2 separate regions of the Sus scrofa genome follow, and region 2 is linked to region 1. Evidence: chromatin contacts called from public HiChIP or PLAC-seq data. All regions are on one chromosome and are shown on one strand. Each heading gives the region's core, a stretch centred on a gene start, on an enhancer-like site or on the middle of the called end of the contact. The rest is flanking DNA. Distances are from core to core; before and after follow the strand shown.

Region 1 (4,253 bases), core at 999-3,498:
GTCGATCATTGGAGTCCTCCCTGGCGCGGTGGTCCACTGGTTTCCCTGTTACCTCATGAAGCCCAAGGAGGTGCTTCTTGCAGAGGCTGAGACCAGCCTTAGCTCCCACCCCTGGTTCCTCATCTTGTCTCCAAACCCTTCTGACCTTGGACCTCTGGGTAATTTGGAAATGCTAACTGCTTGAACATGATGTTTGTGTTAATAGAGTTCAGGCACTTAGACTACGGACCAGCTAAAGGTCACTTAGCACAGGTTCATTTGGTGTTTTTTATTGGAATTTTTTGTTTGGAGCACATGCCATCTACTTCATTGCCCCTGCAAGATATTCCAGAAATGCAAGTAGAAGAGAAATTCACTTGGGTTTCAATGGCTTATTAGAGTCCTAACCAGCTCATTCCAACACCCTGCCTCCATTAACCCTCAGTGCAGCTCAGGAGCAAAGCATTATAGCTCTGGTCTAATGACACTTTGGGGCCAGTCAGCCATGAAAAGGCCAGTCCTTCCCTCAGGGACTAGGAGGGCCCCAAATGCATGAATAGGAGACTTTCTTGTTTGATCAGGAAATTTTCTTCTTTCATTGTCGCAATCATTAAACACCACCCTAACCTGCACATGGGCATGCATTTTTATGGTCTCTAATTTTGCTACTCTCTATATCTGGAAAGCCCTTCAATTCTTCCCTGCTTGACACAATCCTGTTCATCCTTTAAACATCACCATCTCCGTGGAACTTTCTCTGATTTTCCTAGTCACAAAGAACTTTTTTCTCCCCGTTTCTCAGAATACTTTGGGTCCTTCTCAGGGCATTTTGTTCACTCTGAATTCCTGTGCACATGCATGTTTCATTCATTCATTCAAAAATTAAGTGATGCCAGGCACTGGGGGCAACAAGGGGCTCTCATAGAACCTGCATTCCAGCAGGAGCCCAGAGCTGGGTGAAGTTTACATCCTTCATTGGACTGGGAGGTTGTTGGAGACAGGAATTGAGTCTGCTCTCAGCTCTGGGACTAGCACCAAAAGGTACTCAGGAAAGTTAGTTATATTGAAACTCAGCACCAATGACGCTGAGAAAATTGGGTTAGAGTTCAAAGAAAGGTTAAAAGGGTAGATGGCCAGAGAATTTCATCTACATTGAAGAGCTATGCTGGTTCTGAAACCAGGACCTGACTTGGAAGCCAAGACATCCAGATCTCCAGGGTATGGGGTCTGGGGAGCAGGAGGGTCCACTGCCCTCCTCTGGGATGAGCTTGGGAATTTGAGGCAGAGTCATCCAGACACTTATGACCCATTCCAGCTAGAAGTGGTCTTGCTTTGATTGAGCAGAACATAGAGGCAATCCGGTTGTTTTAAGGGCCCAGAAATGAGTTACTAGCCAAGGGTCAGGCCGGTCAGATGATTAAAGCGACATTGTCCAGATGGCACTAGAGAAAAGAATGATTAATGCTAATCATTCTTGGTGTAGGGCGGCCGGGCATTATTTGACACAAATTTAAAAAGTCCTTTGAATTTTTACTAGGAATTCTTATCCATAATGTGACAAGGATGTAATAAAACCGAATGACTGGCCTGACAAAGTAAAATGAATTCCAACCAGACCCAAGCATTACTTAGAAATGGTATACATCTCTATAACCCGCTCTACTCTGAGGCTGATGGAAGGAGCATTGCTGGGGGTTAGGAGTGGTAAGACCTTATTTGTCAGATCTATACTATAGTATTACTTCTAATCGTCAACTACCACTCATCTCACTGTTCACTGTCTGCTCTGTACCTGTGGAGAAAGGGTTCCTCCATAGTGAGAGATAAGTCTCAGTGGTTTCCTTGCCCCTCTTTATTTTAATAAAATACAATTCTGAAAAAAAAAAATTAAACGTCACCCAGTCATTCTCAGCAGTCACACGCGGAATCACTATTTCCCCTACCTTTGGGCATATCGAATTATAGCCTAAATCCCATCTTGCACCACCTTCCCCAGAAGTTTCGATGGAGACACACATTTACTCAGTGAGTTGCGATTCAGCCTAGGGGTGGAGTGTCAGAATTCAGGTTGCTTTTCCTGCGGGGTAACCCCAGGTCTTGGCGATTTTCGCAGATAAAAGAGACGCAGGTAAATTTGGGTTGTAATGGCCAGATTGGACCGGTCTCCCCTTTCCCTCGTCCAAGGGCTGCAACCAGGTCCCTTTAAGAGACCAGGAACCCGTGGGGCGTCGGAGTCCGAAACGGAGCCTCTTCGCTGCTCCTCCCCTGTCCCCGCGCGGCGAATGGTTTGTGCCGGCCTATATTTACCCGAGATCTTCCTCTCGGACGGCAAGGATGTGAGGCTGGCGAGGCGGCTACTGCTCGTGGCACCGGAGGGGGCGCGCTGCAAAGGCGGGCAGCCGAGCGAAGAGATCCCGGGAGCGGAGTTGGACACTCTCCGGAGGGAAGAAATGAGGTAGCGACCGTCCCCGGAGCGGGCTATGCGCGTGCCCTGCCCTCGGAGCCCCGCGCTGCCCCGGCCGAGCCAGCCCGGACAGTGAGCCGGCGGAGCCGGAGTCCCCGGCGTCCTGCCGGAGCGAAGATGCAGTGACCCACCGAAGGACTGCTGCGCGGGGCCCGCTGGGGCCAGCCGGACCCACCATCTGAGTGCACTTGGGGCAAGCAGCTGATTCTGGGACCCGCTCGGCCGAGGGGCTTTTTGCCTCCAGCACCCCTTGGGGTGGGGAGCACTGGCTCCTGGGCACACTCGCGGTTGTTTCCGCGGTTTCTGGCCCTAGCCCTGGGGGTTGAGTGTGTGAATGTGAGAGGGGGGCCCTTTTCACCTTCGCCGAGGAGTTCCTGCGTATTCTCGCACCATCCCGGCTGCTCTTGCTGGGGCTCTCTCATTTATTTGCACGCGCGTATCTCTCTCTCTCTCTTTTTTTTCCTAAAGACATTTTCCGCTCCACTCTCGTGCTGTCTTTCTCTCATTTGGCTTGCCTAAGACTCTTTGCCCTCGTCCTGCCCAGGCTGGGGTAAATCTGTGTTCGTCCCCCCTCCCCCCAACTCCCGCAGTTAAACCTTTTCTTCTTTTTAAAAATTCTTTCCCTACCTCTTTCGGCGGGGTTCCGGAGCGCTATACACGCCCCCGCCCCCACTCCCTCCGACCCGGCCACTCCCAGCAGAGTTTTATTTTTCGGTCTTGCCCGGGCCCAGCCCGGCCGGGGCGGGTGGCTCAGCCGGGCTTCCACCCGGCGCTCCGCCGCCACCGCCGCCAGCTGCGCGGGGGCGCCCTCCGGAGATGCTGCCGTGGAAGAAGCATAAGTTCGAGCTGCTGGCCGAGGCGCCGCCACGGCAGGCGTCCAAGCCCAAGGGCTACGCGGTGAGCCTGCACTACTCGGCGCTCAGCTCGCTGGCTCGGGCTTGCCCCGAAGGCGCGCTCAGCAGGGTGGGAAGCATGTTCCGCTCCAAGCGCAAGAAGCTGCATATCACCAGCGAGGACCCTACTTACACCGTGCTCTACCTGGGCAATGCCACCACCATCCAGGCGCGCGGCGACGGCTGCACTGACCTAGCGGTGGGCAAGATCTGGAGCAAGAGCGAGGCGGGCCGTCAGGGCACCAAGATGAAGCTGACTGTGAGTGCGCAGGGTATCCGCATGGTGCACGCCGAGGAGCGCGCGCTGCGCCGCCCAGGCCACCTCTACCTGCTGCATCGTGTTACCTACTGCGTGGCGGACGCGCGACTGCCCAAGGTCTTCGCCTGGGTGTACCGGCACGAGCTCAAGCACAAGGCAGTAATGCTACGCTGCCACGCGGTGCTGGTGTCCAAGCCCGAGAAGGCGCAGGCCATGGCCCTGCTGCTCTACCAGACGTCCGCCAACGCTCTGGCGGAATTTAAACGGCTCAAGCGGCGGGACGACGCGCGTCACCAGCAGCAGGAGCTGGTGGGCGCGCACACCATCCCCCTGGTGCCGCTGCGCAAGCTGCTCCTGCACGGACCCTGCTGCTACAAACCGCCAGTGGAGCGCAGCCGCAGCGCGCCCAAGCTCGGCTCCATCACCGAGGACCTGCTTGGCGAACAGCAGGAGCAGGAGCAGGAGCTGCAGGAGGAAGAGGAGGAGGAGCACACGGACGGCTGCCTGAATGAGGAGGAAGAGGATCGAGCCGGGGAGGGAGGCCCGGCAGAGCAAGAGGCAGAGGCGCCGCAGGAGCTCGTGGTGGCCATGCACTTCGAATGCGGGGACTTGCTGGAAACGCTGGAAAGCAGCCGCGAGGAGGCGCTGGGGGAGGGCG
Region 2 (4,253 bases), core at 1,298-3,797, 610 kb after region 1:
GTGGTGTCAATTCCCTGTGGCCATCTGCAGCTGCCTCAGGCCTTGGGCAATGGCTGTGGCTGTCAGAACTGGGCCCAGCAGAGGAAGGGAGTCAGAGCATGAAACACAAACTCCAAGAAGGGAACCCTGGTCCTGAGGCTGGACCTGCCCTGGACCAGTAGTCTCCGTGCCTCTGCTGCATGGCCAGCATAGGGATGGGAGATAAGACGTCTTGTAGTCACAGCACAGGGAGGTATGCAAGGAAGAGGCAGACGTGTCTTTCAGATGGGGATTCTTTGGAAGGCTCCAAGGGGGGGGCTGGCATCTGAAGATGGGCAACTCTCAGTGATGCAGAGAGTAAGGGTACCCTGCCAGTGGAACGACGGAAGAAGGGGCAGGTAGGCCGGACAGCAGAGGGTATGTGACAAGACACTGTAGCTGGAGCTCAAGGAGACAGTAGAGCCCTGGCAATGTGGTACAGTAGGCGGGAGTTACAAACTCTGACTCAGAAAGTGAAGCGATGACAATGACAGTCTTCGAGCTGATGTCTGGAGAGCCAGTCAAATCCCAGTTTTGCACAGACTGGCCCTATGATCAAGGGCCCTTGGTTTGCTCCCTGGGACTAGCACAGAATCTCTCAAACATTAGAATCCTAAGGGCCACCCCCAGAGACTGCAATTAGGGAAACTGAGCCCCAGGCTGAAAAACCCCAACAGAGACAGTGGGTCTCTGGGGCCCCTCCAGCCACAAGTTCCAGGACCTGGATTTCTATATCATGGACTCTCTGACTACGGTGGGTGTTCCTGGAGGGCTCATTTCTTCTGGGCAGGGGAAGCTGGAATAGAGATCTGTCAAGGGCTGGGCACAGATTGTCCCTAAGTCTATGGACATTCCTGGGGGAGTTGAAAGCAAAGAGTGGCCAAAGGCCCAGGAGAGAAGGAAGGACATTCTGGGTGGAGAAGAGAGCTTGTATAAAGGCTCATTCAGTACAATTAAGATCTAAGGTACATGCAGAGGAAGGACAAAAATGTAGGTTGGAGTGGAGAGCCAGGCCCACCACCCAGAAATCGATTCTGTAGTCAACAAACAAGAGACCTGGAGGCCTGCAGGATGCTGGCATCAGCTCCCCTCACCACCCCTCCCCCCACCATCAGGCTCCATCTTTTAAGATCACCTACTATTCCTATTCCAAAATCAGTCCCCTCTGTGCAACCATGAGGTTAAAAGGAGGCAAGCAATTTAACTGAGGCCATTGACACTAAGCTAGGAATCCCCGAGCAGAGCCAGGTGGTGAAGCCAGAGGATGAGGAGGCAGGTTGGTCCAATGACTAGCTCTGCCCTGCTCTCCCCAGATCTTATCTGTACCTCCTGGAGCGTTCTCTTCCTCCCTGGGAAGAACCCTCTGCTTCTCTAAATGAGCTCATGACCCTAGAGGGTGGGGGAGAAGGGACACATAAAGGAGATGAGGTGGTTCACACTGGAGCTTGACCAGTTCCGACTGAGATACCTTGGAGCTATGAGAAATGCCACTGTAACTTCAAGAATTCAAGAGGCCTACGACCCTGTCTATCAGATTCTGCAGCAGAAGAATACTGGTGCTTCAAATGACCTGTTCCATCCTCAAAAGCCAAAGACTGGAGGAGATTAAAAAGAGGGGCAGACTGGAAGGCACTCACCAGTGAACCCTGCAACGCTAGTAAGGAAGGGGCGTGCCGATTCTCAAGGGGGCCACAGTTAAAGGGGGATACCAGGTCAGGGTAGTCAGCTAACGCCGAGGCACCCACCCGGACACGCCCCCGACGATGCCTCCAGTCCACTTCGGGGAGAGGGTGCGAGTTGGCGTTGACAGTAGGCAGCGCAGCGAAGTCGCCTCCCTCCCGACCCCCTGAGCCTGGTGGGGCGCGCGCACTGACAGAGCCACCCGCCCGGAGCCTCCAGCTGAGGCCCCTGCTCACCTTGCACTTGAAGCCGGCGGCGGGCGGCAGCAGCTCTCGCAGCAGGGCCTTGGCCACCTCGCGGCTGGCCTCCTCGCTCACGAAGTGCAGGTTAAGCACCTCATTCGCCTCGAACTTAGCAAGGCGCAGCAGGGAGCGGAGCGCGATGCGAGCCTTGGCCTGCAGCGCGGCATTGTGTTCCGCCTTGGTGAACATCATCAGCAGGTGGTAGTCCACCGGCCCAGCCCCGCCGCTCTCCAGGCTCTTGGCCTTAGCACCCAGGGCTGGCGCCACGGAGCCCCGCGCCACCTCCAGCACCGGCGGCGAGGGCACGGCTGGGGCCCCGGCGCGGGCCTCCTTCAGCCTCTTGGTGGCGCTGGAGAAGGTCTCCCGGCCGGAGCCGAGGTAGTAAAAGGCACAGACCGCAAGCGCCGCGGCCAGGAGCAGCGCACAATAGTGGGAGCGCACAGCGCCCAGGCGTGCCATGGCCCGAGCGCATGGGGGCACGCCTCGGAGGAGACCCATGCGCCACCAGCCCGCCGACACAGAGCAGCCGGGAAACTGCAGCGGAGACCAATACCCCGGCAGCCACTTAGTAGCTCAGTCGGCGGGCGGCAGCCATGGCGGGGGCGGAGCCTTGCTGCCGAGGGCCAATCCACGAGCGCTGATGCTCGAGAGGCGGGGCCAGGGCTGTCCTGCAGCCGCTGGGTCCTAGGCTCGGAAGGATTACAGCCGAGATGTGCCGCGAGTTCACGGGATTCACTCCCGACCCCCGACCCCCATCCCCCAGGTGGTCAGAGGATCTGGTGAGGACCAAGACAGAGAGGCCAGCTGGCTATACCGTCTGTGAAAAATGGCCCTCTTAAGTGCCCAGCCCCAGACGCTAGAAACCAAAGCTAAGCCCTCGGCTACTCAAAAGACTAAATTGGGCAAAAAACATTTTTCTCTTATACCGTTATTCCTCTAATTTCTTGAAGGCCTCAAGTCCTCTCTCTGACTCCTTTCACACCTTGGAGTTTAGCTGGGGCTAAAGAATTTACACTGGCCACTCCTTCCCCATTCTCAGTGAAGGTGGAATGACAACCAAGGTGTAAATCGCCTGCCCACCTCACTTGCAACTCTGAGGCCCACTGGAAGCAATTTAAAGGTGTGGCCACCAGGGGGGCCCAAATGCCCAAAATTTAGAGGAGCCCAGAGCTCTGAAGGGGAGTAATACCAAAGATCGTGATACTCCTTAAACACACACACACACACACACACACACACACACACACACACACACACACAAAACACAAAACAAAAACTTAAACATTTTAAAAAAGACTTAATATGTAACAGGTAATTTTGCAAATTCTTTTTCCTTTTGGCTACACCTGTAGCATGTGGAAGCTCTGGGGCCAGAGATGGAAACAGCAGCACAGCAGTGACCACAGCTTGCAGGAAGGTGGGATCCTTAACCCACTGAGCAAGACCAGAGATCAAACCTGCATCCTCACAGAAACAACATCAAGTCCTTAACCCACTGAACCACAACAGGAACTCCAGGAAATTCCTAACTGAGGCACAGCTGAGGTCACTCGTCCAAGGTCACACAGTGGCAGTTTTGACAGTATAGTTGGACACTGCCAACTACATAAGTAAACATGCACAAGGGTCTGCATGCTTGAAAGAGGTGCAGGTGAAAACACAGGCACACACAAATTCCCTCCGCCCATTTATTGTAACATCCCATTATTTCTCAACTGGGTTCCCAGAACACAATTCATCTCATTTTTAACTCTTGTTCTTTTCAACTGGAGCAACATTTATCTGAATAATACTGGACTTCCGAAGCAGTCTTGGCAACAAACTCAACATACTACTCACCTTGCGGGGCAGAGTGGGGACCGCAATAGCAGAGTGAACTTGCTTGAATAACAGGGTTTTACTTTAGTTCATTTAATCCTCACAACATTAAGAAGCAGTGTTATTTGCACTTGACAATTGAGGAACATGAGATTTAGAGAAACTAACTCCCCAAATGTAGTTGACTAACAAATAATGGAGCCAGGATCCTTACCCAAGTCTTACCATTTCCACGCTAGGGGTCCAATCGGAGCTGTAGCTGCCAGCCTATGTAGCTCCCAGCTATGTAGCTCCACAGCCACAGCAACACCAGATCCAAGCAGAATCTGCGATTTACACCACAGTTCACAGAAACCCCGGATCCTTAACCTACCAGTAAGGCCAAGGATTGAACCCACAACCCCCTGGTTCCTAGTTGGATTTGTTTCCACTGTGCCATGATGGGAACTCCCTAAACACCAAATTCTAAAACGAAGTCTAGAGATCCAACAAGTG

Evidence for each region. HiChIP or PLAC-seq counts read pairs in DNA pulled down with a chosen protein or histone mark.
Region 2: a contact with region 1 is called in an H3K27ac HiChIP or PLAC-seq map of skeletal muscle. The contact joins the promoter of XXYLT1 here to the promoter of FAM43A in region 1. A contact is called at or near these places in 5 of 5 promoter capture datasets (fetal liver, fetal skeletal muscle, liver and 1 more), 30 of 47 Hi-C or Micro-C datasets (adipocytes, adipose tissue, alveolar macrophages and 17 more) and 2 of 2 datasets of contacts at active chromatin or transcription factors (alveolar macrophages and skeletal muscle).

What each region holds. Positions count from the first base shown.
Region 1 is chr13:131,660,226-131,664,478 of Sscrofa11.1, forward strand. FAM43A (protein FAM43A) reads left to right here and starts at 2,249. Exons shown (of 1, transcript XM_003132600.4): 1 at 2,249-4,253. The coding sequence starts at 3,260.
Region 2 is chr13:132,267,439-132,271,691 of Sscrofa11.1, forward strand. It overlaps XXYLT1 (xyloside xylosyltransferase 1), which reads right to left and starts at 2,548. Exons shown (of 4, transcript XM_021070076.1): 1 at 1,935-2,548. The coding sequence starts at 2,438.